2 separate regions of the Mus musculus genome follow, and region 1 is linked to region 2. A link is a contact called in public HiChIP or PLAC-seq data. All regions are on one chromosome and are shown on one strand. Each heading gives the region's core, a stretch centred on a gene start, on an enhancer-like site or on the middle of the called end of the contact. The rest is flanking DNA. Distances are from core to core; before and after follow the strand shown.

Region 1 (3,766 bases), core at 1,157-3,656, 380 kb before region 2:
CCGCTGCACCCTTCTGCCTGGGCTGTGGCTTTGGAAGTCCAAGTTCAAGAGCAGATGGTATCCAGGGGACCTTCTGCATCCCTCTATCACACCCTGTCTTGCTTTTCTGACCTGAACACCTGTACCATTATTCCCATGGGATCAGGGGGCAGTTTCCAGGGAGGAGGGGGCTCTAGGGTGGAGCTTGGACAGCCAGTGCCTTAGGCTGCCAGGCGAAGGATAGGAGCTTCACTAGGAGTTACCTATGGGCTAGGAGGGTGAGCAGGCTTGACCAGGCAAATCCTACAATGCCACAGGGGTGGAGGCTCAACAAGGCTGGTCACTCTCCAGGTCAGAAGTGAAGGGTTGCTTCTGGTCGGGGGTGGGGGGGCAAGCAAACTCAAACACCCTGTCACCCATAGGGGCTCCATGCTATTTAGCATGTGTTAAGTTTGACATTACATCATAGGCCTGACCTTTGACCACACCCCATCTGTCAGGCTTCTGTTTCCCCAAACACAAAGCCAGAAAACCAAGCCCATGACCATCAGCACACATCAGCATACACAGGTCTCGGGCCACACAGCCTAGCCATGGCACCTCTGTCATTTTGTCACACCAGGCCGAGAGGGGTAGACCCTCAGAACCCAGGTGACCAACACCATCAGCTGCCACCATGGCCATCAGCTCCAAATCCAACATAACAAAGTGATGAAAGATGACTTGAGTGAATGTCTCACCCACGGGGGTCACACTGCTGCAGTGGCTTAAAAAAGAGGGCTCCTATTGATGCTCCAGAGTTGTGGGTGCTGGGCCCCAGGGCCAACCACCAGCTCAGCTCTAGTGTAGCCCCCCTTCCTTATCCATTCACCCAGCTCTCCACGGTTCACAGGTCTAAAGCCCACCAAGCGGACATTAACCATGCAGGTTCTGAAACGTGAGGTGTAAGCAGAAGCAACTCCACTGAGACATGGCTAGGAAATTATAAAGCACACCTGAGTGAGTCTCTGAGGGCATTTCCAGAGACGACTAAGTAGGGGCCATGCCCAGTATATGAGCAGCACCATCCTATAGTCTGGGGACCTAAAGAAAGAAGGGGATGAAGGCAAAACTTGCTGATGCACAACTATTTGTGCTCACTGGCCTTCTTCATACACTTCCTGTAGATAGGTAGTTGTGTGTGTCTGTGATACATATATATATATATATATATACACACACACACACATACACACATACACACACACATGTATATACACACATATATACATATATAGAGACATATATATATATACACATATATGTATGTATGTACACACTCACACACACACATATATATATGTGTGTGTGTGTACATACATACATACATGTCAGCTGACCACGGACTGAAACTTATGAAACCATGAACTAAAATCAGTCTTTATCCTAAACTGTTTTCACTCACTCAGCCATTTGTCACAGAGACAAAAAGAAAAAATAAATGACTCATGCTGGGGCCCCAGATGTCCCGGAACAAAGGGGTCACGTGCCGACTCCTGGAGACGACAGGGCCTAGCATTGTGTGGACATGTCATCCACTCTGGCCCTTCCCACCCACACCTTCTCCATCCACATCTTAGACACGTACACTGAAGCTGGGAGAGGCCTCCTGCCCAGCACCCTCTTATCAGCCATCTTGTATCTACCACCCCTTTCCTGCAAGCCTCTACAAGATGCCCTGAGAACACAGGCTGACTGTGGCCAGTGTCAGTCCAGGAAAAGATCATTGGGTTGAGAAGCTGGCTATCTTAGGCCCATGCTTGGGGTTTATGCCAAATGTTCCACTACCCTAGTTGACTCAAACCCTTCCCTTTGTCCTTCCATGGATCTCACTCAACTATTTACTGAATGCCCAATCCCTTGAACTCAAGGCTCTTCAGCCCTTCTCTATAACCTGGCTGTAGGCAGGCTTATCCCACACAGCAAGTTCTCCAGACCCTGAGACCCTCTTCCCTCTGTCACCTGGTGGGCGGGACACTAGGACTCAGGATGGCCTGTTTTTTTCTCTAGGACCCTCAGGGCTCCATCAAGATGGCAGCCATGGGTCAGTGAGGCTATGCACTTGGGTAGCAGCTCTGCCAAGTGTCATCTCATGAGTCCTAGTTTGGGCTCCCTGTGTACCCTTTCCTTACCTTTTCCTGTTCAGAGTAGGAACTCTGCCCCACCCAATCCATGTAGAGTCCTCTCTCTAGCAAAGCCTGAGACAATGTATCTGTTCTCCACACCCTAGGGATCCCATGTGTGGCCCAGAGAGGAACGGTGGTGCTCCATGGGGCCTGGTGGGGCTGGGAGCAGCTAGGATCACAGTAAGAGGCTTTATGTAAGCATAAGCGGGCAGCTGGCTCCTGGGGCCAGGCCGGTAAACCAGGAGCTGGCTGGGGATTAGTGACAGGCGTTGCCAAGGCAACCCAAAGAGAAGGAAGCATGCTTGGTCTGAGCATAGCTCAGCCTTCCTCTAGCTCCCCAAAGGTAAGAGGAAACCCCAGAGATTCATTAGCAACAGGTTCCCATGGCAACCGCACCAAGCTCATTAATAATTTTTCTTTTATTCCAAGTGTGGGTGTTGAAAACCTCTCGAGAATGAAGGGAGGGACGGATGCAGAACAAACACTCGCGCCAACTACTCCTACCCATGGCCCAGACGCCACCTGACAGTGACACCTGTCCCCACCCCAACTGGGAGTCAGGACCTAGCTGTTCTCGTAGCAGGAAGTAGTCAGGCTCTGGGAGCACAGCCAAGACCCCAATCTCAGACCCACTAGACGGCTACTGCACACTGGAGATGCCACACATCCTGTTACAGCACCTTGGGGCCCAGATTCATAGGTGGGATAAACAGTTAGCAAGTAGGGGTTGTTCTATAAAGCCCCTGAAGTTTCGTATGTGACCAAACAATGTTCCTACGTGACCCAGCAATCCCATTCCTGGTATCTACCCAGAAAGACGAAACCCAGGAAATCACATTGCATTCAGAGCCCGCCCATTCTCTGCAGCACTTTCTGCTACACACCTGGACACATGTCCACAAACACAAAAGCTCTCTAACTACACCTTGGGTCCCTGGGGCCTGCTACGGTGAAACTAAACCTTGAAGTCAGATGGTTCACAGTACTCCATCCAACACATGCAAGCAAGTGATCCCACTACATGGAGCCTTGGAACAGGGAGATGGGATGAAGGCAATCAGCAGAGATGCATGGGCATGGTGCTCCCTGCATGGTGAGAAGTGCTCTGAAGCACACTGCAGCCATAGATGCCCAAGTGTAAGACTAGGGTGGCAGATACAGAGCTGTACACTCACGAGTTACTTATGTGACTCATGATCTACCCCAATAGTACAAGCATCTTTGGGGTCAGCCTACAATGCCTGCATAGTAGCTGCTACTGTCTTATCTGACACCCTGGTCCCCGGGGGGTGGGGAGGGGGAAAAACACAGGAGCTTGGTAAAGTAAACAAGATGCAGAGACTTGGGGCATGTCATGTGCCAGGCAGGCAGGCAGGCAGGCAGGCAGGCAGGCAGGCAGGCAGGCGCTTCTGCCTTTTGTTCTGGACAGGTGACTAAAGACCACTGGCTTCTAGGACAAGCTGGGCCGGCGGAACTTGGAAACATTCAGGGTCACCTAGCAAACTCCATGAAGCTCATTATACCCACATTGGGTCCCAGAGCACCTCATGGGATAAAATGTGATCTCTCATCCGCCTTGCCACTAAGGCCACTAGAGACTCGATGTCTCCTTTATCAGTCCC
Region 2 (4,031 bases), core at 665-3,164:
ACAGCGCAGCAAGGTACGAATGGAGGCCCGGCCTTGGCCCTCCGAGCTCCCTTCCTTGAACAGTGGCAGTGTCTGGCGGATGACACGAGCAACCACCACAGTGATGACTGATTCTTGCAGCTCTGTGTCATGGGCGACCCCATGGATGGTCCCGTGGATCACTACGAGGAGACATGGTGGCCAGTGGTGGGCACGTGGGAATGTGAGGCAGACCCTAAGCTCTCCCGCAACAGAAACACTCACCAAAATCACTGGTGCATGCAGCCAGGAGGAGCTCGGCATCACTGCAGGGCCTGCAGGCACCTAGCATGCAAGGCAGGTCATCAGCCAGGCCTGTGATCTCTCAGCACGAGCCCACAGCTCCTCCCAAGAGGAAAAGGTACAGGAGCAAGAGACTAAACCCTTCTCCCAGCATCCTATAGCCTGAAGACACCCTGCAGGTACATGCCTACTGATGGGCACCTCAGTGCCTCATACACAGGCTTGGTACCATCTCATAAACTCAGACTAACACTGGGAAACGTTCTGTGACCTCCCAGCTCTAGCTAGGGATATTCTAGTGGACTCCAGTTCGGGGGGGTCTCTAGCTAGGGCAGAACAGTCAGAGAGCCATTCATTCCCTGCAGGGTCAGGCTACAAGTTCCAGAAGAGCAAAGCACTGGGCCTGGTGCCCTGCAGGGAGGCAGGGCAGGCAGTCTCCATGGTGACGAAGAGGCACACTGGACTTTTGTTGGCTGGGCTTGGGGGGAGGGGAAGGAGGTCACCACCAGGCCAGGGAGCCCTGGACAGCCTTGGCCATAGGCTTTGATTCTGCCTCAGCTTAACCCTTCCCCCAATCCTTCAGAAACCAGAGACCCAGGGCTGGCCTCTCGGGCATTTGCCCCCTCCTGCTCTTTTCCTAAACCGAATCTTTTAAGAGGAGGAGGAGAGAAAGGCGGGGGCACTTCCAACTCACCTCCTTACGACCTGGAAGCCACTATGCTCTCCACCGGAGTGGCCTCTGTCAAGCTACAGAAGGACTCTCCATGCAATGGGGTGGCAAGGCCCAGTCCCATCAGGTCAGTGTGGAGGGCCAATTTCTGACACCCAGCCAGTCTCATAATCACTCACCATCCACACCAAGACCTTGAGCCTGGGGAGACATTTCTGCACGTTGGTCCTCGTGCAGTTCAAAACGGAAGGCAGCAACTCTGCGGCTGATGTCGCGGTGTGGTGTGGCCTGCAGGAAAAGGGCTCGGCGCTCGCGGGGACCCCAGCGCATGCAGCGGCCCCCAGCCAGGTCCGGGCCCTCGGCCAGTAGCAACTCTAGATTGCCGGTCATACGTTCAGCGAAGACCTGGGCACCAGCGAAGGGCCGCTCTGGGCGCAGACAGACGATGCTGGGCCGTGTGCCCGGATCGGGGCCGCCCAGGGTCAGGCGCAGCGCCCCAGCTGGGTACAGCCACTCGATAGCGCCCTCAGTACAGTCCAGGGTCAGCTGCCCCACGCTGCCAGGCTCCTGGGTCAAACCGCTGGGGACAGGACGGTGGTTCTCAGGTGGGTGACCCTCGTTCCCTAGCCCGCTCATCCCTTTTCCCGCGGCTACCAACATCTGCTTCTACTCTGTGTAACAGGACATTGAAGTCTGCGTTTCCTCAGTTCCAAGTGGGAGGGAACCCTCCAACCCAAGAAGTAAATAAAATAAAATAAATAAATAAATAAACCCACAACCCTCCCCGCAGTCCCTCCTGGTACCTGCCCCTCCAGCTGCAGCGGTCTTCCGAGTAGCCAGCGTGAGCGGACGCGGCCAGGAGGCCGCAACAGAGCGCGCAAAGAAGCGTGGCTACCAGCATGGTTAGGGGACGCGCCGGGGCCTCGGACTGCTGCCCCGGGAGGGTCGGGGCCGCAGCGCGAGCAGCCCGCGGCGCGGCTGCCCGGCCCGGCGCGTCCCCACAACCGGCGACCCCTCGCCGCTGCCCCCTCTGAGCTCCGGGGCTAGGGGGCGGGGCCTTTGCTCTCGGACCAATCGCCACAAGCCGCAGAACTTTCCTCCAATTGCAGCACCCTCGAGGGGGTGGGGCGGGCTCAAGGCGGGAGCTCGGTCCAAGGCAGGGTTGATGTAGAAAGCGCTCCTGTTTCCCCATTTGGAGATCCCCAATAGGAACGTTTGGTGGGTTGGTGGGGTTCGCTGTCGACTGGAATCTGGAAGGCTGTCCACCCCTTACCTTCAGTGGACCTCGGGGCAGTGGGACTTTGTAAGAGAAGTAGTAGAGTCTGCAGCCAAAATCTGAACACTGGTATCCTGCTGCTGGTACTTAAGGAAAAGAGATTAAAACCCCTGTGTTACTGCATCTCATAAGGGAGGGTACAGAGGGCCTGGAGCATGGAGCTAGGCCAAACCTTCGGTTTGGGGAAAAGAAAGAATACTGGCTAGGTCTGGAAGGAGTAGCGTGGGTAGTGTGGATCTCCTTCTGCCACCATACATTCTCAGACCTAACTACACACTCCTCCAATGTTAAATGGATACTAAGAAAAAAATGAGGCGTTCTAGAGGACCTGCCTAGGGACCCACCTGACTGACAAAGCCTGGTAGTCTGCCGGTGCCAAAGTACAGGCCATTCCTACAGTCAAGATCAACCGAAAGGGAATCAGAAAGATATCCCAGGCAGCCTGAGGATGTAGCTAGGTTATAGAGCACCTACCACACAGGCATACACCCCTGGCTTTGATCTTTAAAATAATGTTAAACTGAGAGTGTAGTGGGTCTTGCCTGTAATCCCAGCGGGCAGGAAGTAAAGGAAGCAGCTCAGATGTTCAAGGGCATCCTTGGCTCCATAGTGAATTCAAGGACAGTGTGGGCTACATGAGAACCTCTTTTTTTTGTTTTGTTTTGTTTGTTGTTCATTTTTAAAAAAATATTTTTATTAGATATTTTCTTTATTTACATTTCAAATGTTATCCCCTTTCCTGGTTTCCCCTCTGAAAATCCCCTATCCCCCCCCCCCCGAGAACCTCTTAAAATAAAATAGAGCCACTGTGAAACCCCCCAATGGGGAAGAGCTTCCTTGGAGCAGCTTGTCCTTTGGATCTGACCGAAGGGAGGGTGGAGGAGATGGAAAATAGAAGAAGAACCTTGGCAGGTCCCCAAGGATCTCTCTCTCTCTCTCTCTCTCTCTCTCTCTCTCTCTCTCCCACCCCCAGGGCTCTGTTTCTGGATCCTCCAGGTTCCGAGTGAAACCCTTCCGGTTGGCCTGGACCTGCGCTCAGAGACAGATGAGATCCAGTGATCCCACTGGCAATCTGGGGAGGAGCTTCAAACACTGACTACTTTCTCCTTGCCTCCCAGGCCCTCTTTGACCAATAAGAAGGCTCAGATGGCTCCTTGCCCCAGTCCAGAGAGTCAAAATGACACAAGGTGAGAGTGACCAGAACTTTCCTGATGAATCAGTAAACACAGTGTGGTGTGACTGTTCTTGGAAGAAACATTACATATGGGCTGGAGAGATGGCTCAGCGATTAAGAGCACTGATTGCTCTTCCAGAGGTCCTGAGTTTAATTCCCAGCAACCACATGGTGGCTCACAACCATCTGTAATAGGATCTGATGCCCTCTTCTGGTGTGTCTGAAGACAGTGACAGTATACTCATATATATGAAATAAATAAATAAGTAAAATAGTAAATAAATAAATAACATTAAATATGACTTTTTTCTCTCAAATAGTATAGAAATGTGGGATGCTATAAAAGCAAGGAATTCAAATTTTTTTTATTTTCTCAGCTTGGTAGACTTTTATGCAAATGTTTTAATCCACCCCCATACCAAACACAAAGGCCCTACTATATTCTTGAATTAAAATGGTTTATCTTTTACCCCTTCGTTTTCTTTGCACAGATTCTCTTAAAACTAACCAAGCTTGGGCTGAGCAAGGTGGCACACAACTTTAATCCCAGCACTCCTGAGGCACAGGCAAGGCAGATCGCTGTGAGTTCGAGGCAAACTAGCTCTACATGGTGAGTTCCAGGACAGCCAGGGATCTTTACACAGAGAAAT

Evidence for each region. HiChIP or PLAC-seq counts read pairs in DNA pulled down with a chosen protein or histone mark.
Region 1: a contact with region 2 is called in an H3K4me3 HiChIP or PLAC-seq map of forebrain, with 2.6 times the contacts expected there. The contact joins the enhancer-like site here to the promoter of Metrn in region 2. A contact is called at or near these places in 6 of 39 promoter capture datasets (3T3-L1-derived adipocytes, the HPC-7 cell line, embryonic stem cells and 3 more), 9 of 484 Hi-C or Micro-C datasets (the HL-1 cell line, cerebral cortex, cortical neurons and 4 more), 11 of 115 datasets of contacts at active chromatin or transcription factors (SST interneurons, bone marrow-derived macrophages, embryonic forebrain and 5 more) and 1 of 9 other capture datasets (embryonic stem cells).

Annotation. Positions count from the first base shown.
Region 1 is chr17:25,416,650-25,420,415 of GRCm38.p6, forward strand. The region is part of intron 2 of Cacna1h (calcium channel, voltage-dependent, T type, alpha 1H subunit); the gene reads right to left. Among named protein-coding and RNA genes, the nearest start is that of Cacna1h, 15 kb to the right of the region's middle. Within about 2 kb of position 2,407, at least 48 of the 459 cell types and tissues checked have an H3K27ac peak or open chromatin away from gene starts, as enhancers often do. A contact at or near this core is called in cerebral cortex, cortical neurons, forebrain and 1 more, where this site is marked.
Region 2 is chr17:25,795,131-25,799,161 of GRCm38.p6, forward strand. It overlaps Metrn (meteorin, glial cell differentiation regulator), which reads right to left and starts at 1,915. Exons shown (of 4, transcript NM_133719.2): 1 at 1,735-1,915; 2 at 1,111-1,511; 3 at 244-303; 4 at 1-161. The coding sequence starts at 1,832.